2 separate regions of the Bombyx mori genome follow, and region 2 is linked to region 1. A link is a contact called in public Hi-C data. All regions are on one chromosome and are shown on one strand. The core of a region is the stretch at or near the end of the contact, and the rest is flanking DNA. Distances in the headings are between cores, read along the strand shown. Region 1 overlaps LOC101745779 (dorsal-ventral patterning protein Sog). Region 2 holds the start of LOC101745779 (dorsal-ventral patterning protein Sog).

Evidence for each region. Hi-C and Micro-C count contacts between places; a contact is called where the count stands out from the background.
Region 2: a Hi-C map of whole pupa shows a contact between it and region 1, with 2.4 times the contacts expected there. The contact joins the promoter of LOC101745779 here to the enhancer-like site in region 1. A contact is called at or near these places in 2 of 7 Hi-C or Micro-C datasets (an unstated tissue and whole pupa).

What each region holds. Positions count from the first base shown.
Region 1 is chr8:9,272,396-9,275,423 of ASM3026992v2, forward strand. All of the region lies in intron 1 of LOC101745779 (dorsal-ventral patterning protein Sog), which reads right to left. Among protein-coding and RNA genes, the nearest start is that of LOC101745779, 41 kb to the right of the region's middle. Within about 2 kb of position 1,731, at least 8 of the 8 cell types and tissues checked have open chromatin away from gene starts, as enhancers often do.
Region 2 is chr8:9,313,822-9,316,598 of ASM3026992v2, forward strand. LOC101745779 (dorsal-ventral patterning protein Sog) reads right to left here and starts at 1,268. Exons shown (of 16, transcript XM_012695533.4): 1 at 853-1,268. The coding sequence starts at 967.

The DNA of each region.
Region 1 (3,028 bases), core at 481-2,980:
TATTCAACAAAAATATCACATCTAATTTATTTAGTATCGTTCTACAAATGCTTTTGGGGCGAGCGAGGCGCACAGTTGCACCTCATAAAAACAAACTTATTAAATTATTTGCAAGAATATATTGCTATCGGAGACGAAAATTAGCCAACTTTCAAAGTCACATCAGGAAAATCATGTCTTTTATTACAAATATGATTAAATACAAAAATAACGTAGTAACAACTTTGATATCTCTATATATAAAAACGAATTGCTGTTCGTTAGTCTCGCTAAAACTCAAGAACGGCTACACCGATTTGGCTAATTTTGGTCTTGAATTATTCGTGGAAATCCAGAGAAGGTTTAAAATGTGAAAAAATATGAAAATTCTCGGAATTATATAAAAACAAACAATTTTGTTTTTCCTTTGATGTGTCCCCCGTCGAACGGATTCCTTTTGTCTTTTATTTATCGATTGAGGCACTACGAAGTCTGCCGGGTCAGTTAGTTAATAATATTAATCTTGACCGTAAAAAATCTAGGAATCTCGATTATCCGATTCTGTCTTAATTGAAATAATATATGGTTCAATTAGATCAAAAAAAGTTCGTGGGCGATTTCCATGACATTTTTTTTAATAAATGCGACGACGAATTGATTGTATGTATTTCTTTTTTACACATTTTTTCATCTGTCGCTTCTATTTTATCGTCGTATGCTGACTCAACGGCTGGGATAGTATTTACTATATTTATAGTGCACTTTCTATATAAAAAAAATGATATATTTAGTTGCCTAGATGATAGATACATAAATGTAAACTAGTATGAATTCGCGCATACCTACCTACTTAAATTTAAAAGTTATTTTAAATCATTATTTCGCTATAGAATATACATATGTGAATGTAGCGATGAAATACATTGTAATTACTTCAATGTTGAGAATGAATGGAAAAGTGCGTTAATTATTCATACTTTAATTAGAGTTTCGGTTCGGCATTAATTATTTGTATGAGCGTCGACAAAAGAATTGCAAGAAGACAATGGGTCGCGTGTCCTGTCTTCGTACGTACGCCTACACTTATCAAATACCGCCTTACATCCAACAAAGTTATCAATCAGACGACAGGAATGCAAATTTTAATTGTGGCCGGAGCGATTCGTTGTCGCGCGATATTACGAACGCAATTTATTTGCACGGTGCGCATGCGCCGCGGGGCGGGGCGCCGCGCACGCACTGCACTATGGAGGGAGACAACCGCCAATTATGAATAAACAAGCTACACTACTATGTTAATAAGACTTTAGATTTTTCCTCTAGCGATTTCACCAAGCAACCACGCTCATTAATAGTTTCGTTATTCCGTTATCGGTCCTCGTAGAAAGCATCATGACTGGCATTTGCCTGTGTGCGTATCAGCAATTGCACATTTGCATGGCGCCCGAGACTAGTACTCATCTCAAGCTACGCATGCGAATACCCGATTTAGCACCAATAATCCGCACACATCTGGCATTTACTGAAAATGTCATCGCTTTCTGCACTTTGTACGTTATTTTATATCAACATTATCCGTTTCATTCGTTTACCATTAAAATATATACACACTCTGTATAAATTTTACTTTGAATTGTGGTATTTTCTTGATTCTCTGATTTGTAAAAGTCGTTTTGTAGGTATTCATATCTTATGCCACGTACGTTAGCCGGTGAGTAGTGAGTGCGGCAGTAACGCGATCGTAAACATGTTTACAGTTCAAGTCGAGTAATGCATATAAACACACAACATTGTAACAAAGTATGACACTGTGATGATAAACATTAATTCACAAACGCATTTAAATGTAAAAATGCACTCGCCGCAAGGAATTCTCGAAGTTTCGTCATATTAAAATCACAATAAACTTGAGTAGGTAATGCAGGCATAACGTATAAAGTTCATTGATTTCAAAGGTGACATTTACTGCCTACCATTACTTAGTGGCATTTATTAATAGACGATTTCACATCGCGATAAACTGTAGCTGTGTCTGTAACAGTCACTGACTATTGGGCTTCTCAATTCATGTTATTTTAATGCTCTTTATAGGCAGAGGTCGCGGCCCACCGGTTATTAAGTGATTACCGGACATGGAGACGCATCGCCACCCACAAAGCATGAAATCGAAATCTCAATCGTATTTCTGTACCTTTTCGAACAACAACGAAGCTACTTTTTTTTTATTGCCTATAAGGATGGACGAGCTCACAGGCGAGCTTACTGGTAGTAGGAATTCCTGTCCGCACGGGTAGGTACCACCACCCCGCCTATTTTTGCCGTGAAGCAGTAATGCGTTTCGGCTTGAAGGGTCGGGCTGCCGTTGTTACTATACTGAGACCTTAGAACTTATATCTTAACGTGGGTGACGCATTTACTTATAATATAATAATAATCGATGTCAAGTCACACCCGGTCATAAGGCCCCAAACTAGGACCTTTACTATGGAAACTAGATCCATACTTATATAAATTACATACATATATAGATACTAAATACCCAGATAAAGAGAAAACGGACCAGTTCATCAGACAAATGTTTGCCCGACGTCGAAATCGAACCGGCGTCCTTCGTCACAGCAATCCGGCTAACCACCGAATCAGACTAGTCATGATCATATTTATCACTTATTTAATTTAAGATATTACGAAAATTTATTAATTTCGCGCTTTGACACGCTCATAACACGATTTCATACTTCATCGATTTATTAAATACGTCGTACATAATATTTCAATGTGAAAATGTTTCTAGAATAAATACGAAACGGGGATACGGTCATGTAAATTTATTTGTGGAATGTAAACGTATGAAAAAAAACGGAGGGCGAGACGACGGTTGGCCAGACGCGGCCACGGCTCCATTTTCTCCGCTAAATATAATTTTACTCGATCATTTAATTATATAGTGATTAATAGACGAGAGTGGGAATGCCAACGCTAATAAAACACAATACGGTGCACACTATTTATGTTCTATTCGATTAATAAATGAACTGTTTCAACTCTG
Region 2 (2,777 bases), core at 18-2,517, 41 kb after region 1:
TATATATATCTGTCTCTGGTATCTATAGTACAGGGAACCCTAGTTTGGGTACAGATGACCGGTATCCTGACTGGACATCGACTATTATATAATTAGTGAAATAGTGACATCTCTAAGCATCCGATATCACTCAACATCAGATTAACCATGAGCTTTATCATAAAAGTCAACAAAAAAAATTTATAAATTAATAGCTATAATATCTGCTTTTATTCATTTAGTCAGAGTATACTTTATTACACACCTAAACAAAAACATTGAATATCAACACAAGAATAAACATAAAACGTACTTCCAGATTGTATTTTTTTATTCTTAAATATTTTCACAGCCACTGCCCACTGATCTCCTGTCACTACAACAGAATCTGATAATAATCTATCGAACTTATACATGATCTCGAAAGTCTTTGCCCGATAACGATTAGATATTTCTTCCTACTAAAATAGATTCCCTCGACGAAGCTCTACATTTGTTGATATTGCCATAATGAGTGTGACTTTGTTTTTATTTCCTATCATTCCCGTAACAAACAGTTTTAGAGCGTCAAATAAGAAATACTTAAAACGATTTTTGCAAATTCAACGACAACATTTACTACACCTCGTAAATGTACAGGTTGATGTAATTGATCCAGTCGCTCTAGACCGGTGCATAAATTTCAGAATGCAATTATTTACATACATAAACACACGTGCGCGTCTTTACGCGCATGCCGTTCTATGCGAAGCGTAATTAATGCCGCCTGTTTGAATGTGCACTGTTGTAGATTAGTAGCAGTACATCGATGTATACATAAATGCCTCGGGAGCATTGGATGATTATCTTTGGCAGCGTTAGAGATGCACTCACCGGCGGTTCGAGCGGTACGACGGGCGGGCTCGTCTTCGCGCAGGTAAGGCGCATGACGGCGTGCTGCAGCCGGGGCCAGAGCCGCTAACGTGAGCACCAACAGCGCCGGCAGCATGGCGCCGCTCTCACACTAGTATCTCACCGGGATCTGATCGTTTCCCGGCCACGAGCTCACTATTTTGGACGCGCGCAGTTCGTACAACAAGCGATGCAACGAGCGCGAGTTCGCGATTGTGGCGCACACTGGCAGGCGTCGTTATAGCGCGACGGCTGAACCGGACTGAGTCGGACGACGCGCGATTTCCCGGCTCTTGCGGCGAGGGGACCGGCGCGCCCCTCGTGGAAATCGCAACGCGCGATACGCCTGGGGAAAATGCAGCGTCGCTATCCGCCCGCCCCACCCGCCGCCTCCCGCACACCTAACATCAAAATATGTGCATTATTACCATCGCAACTCGTGAAACAAATTTAAATATCTCCGTATGCTTAATAATAATTATTGAACCATCGAGTTTTTATTGAAAAGTTTTTTTGAGGTGTTTTAACTGAGGATTACAATAAACTACAACTTTTGAGTCAATCAAGCATAATTTTTTTGCATACTGCAACTGTTTTGTGATATACGTTTTCGGATCTGCGAGATTTAAAATGTTTGTAACTTAAACTGTGAATATTAAAAAGAAACACTGAAGCACAGTTCAGGTTTTCAGCTCTACCTGTAAGAACTTTTGTGCGCTTAAACAGGTTTTCCACTGTATCACAAAGTTAATTTTCACTACCGTGGATGTGCGACCAAACTTACAGCCAATCTGATGTTAAGTGGCTACCGACCGTAGACATCATAAAAGTAATGTCCGGCTCATCTTGAGACCTGGGTGCTTAGTGCGAGTTTTTTAACGTTCTCGATAGCGTAAAAGTTAGCTCATATTTGTATCGAATGGGATCGTTTGCGTACGTTTGCCGCTAGAGGCGCTGTTCCAACTGCATACAAAATTGGGTTAACTTTTACGCTATCGAGGACGTTAAGAAACTCGCACTAAGGACACTGTTGTCGAAGTTTTTAATGTACTGCAAGACAACTGCTTCAAGGTAATCGCCACATGACCCCTACCATCAGTAATTATGTTTCTTTTTGGCGATTTTTATTTTTATAACACGATGATTTCCTGCGTAGCGGTCGTTTGTGGAAATCTATTATATTTATAAGTACTCTCAGGGAGTTTTGAACTTATCTAACGCATTTTACGATCGCATTACTCGATTGCGCAGGGCGTTTTTCCCATTACAAAATCTCTCCAAAACAGTATTTTTACAAACTATGTACTTCCAAAATAACTGACGTTTTTGACTAACTACATTAAAATAAATGATCCCATCTGACACTCACTGATTTTATGCACTAGTTTGTTTGATATTTAGCTTGATACGCGGCTCAGTTGGCAGAGATATATTTAGGGATAGTCAGGGGTAGTTTCTGTTGAAATAATGGACTATCCTAAATAAAATTCAAACTTCATAAATATTTAAGGACTGTTCGTGGATCTCTAAATATTTTAAAATGGTTTTTTTTTTATTGCTTATATGGGTGGACGAGCTCACAGCCCACCTGATGTTAAGTGGTTACTGGAGCCCATAGACATTTACAACGCAAATGCGCCACCCACCTTGAGATATAAGTTCTAAGGTCTCAGTATAGTTACAACGGCTGCCCCACCCTTCAAGCCGAAACGCATTACTGCTTCACGGCAGAAATAGGCGGGGTGGTGATACCTACCCGTGCGGACTCACATGAGGTCCTACCACCAGTAAAATGGTTATATATACCTACATTTTTGTACATTTAAATAACGCGTCATGAAACTCTAAAAGCAAGGTCAAATAGACTGTCTGGTGGTGTACAGAAATCATGAAATCACCACCTGTTT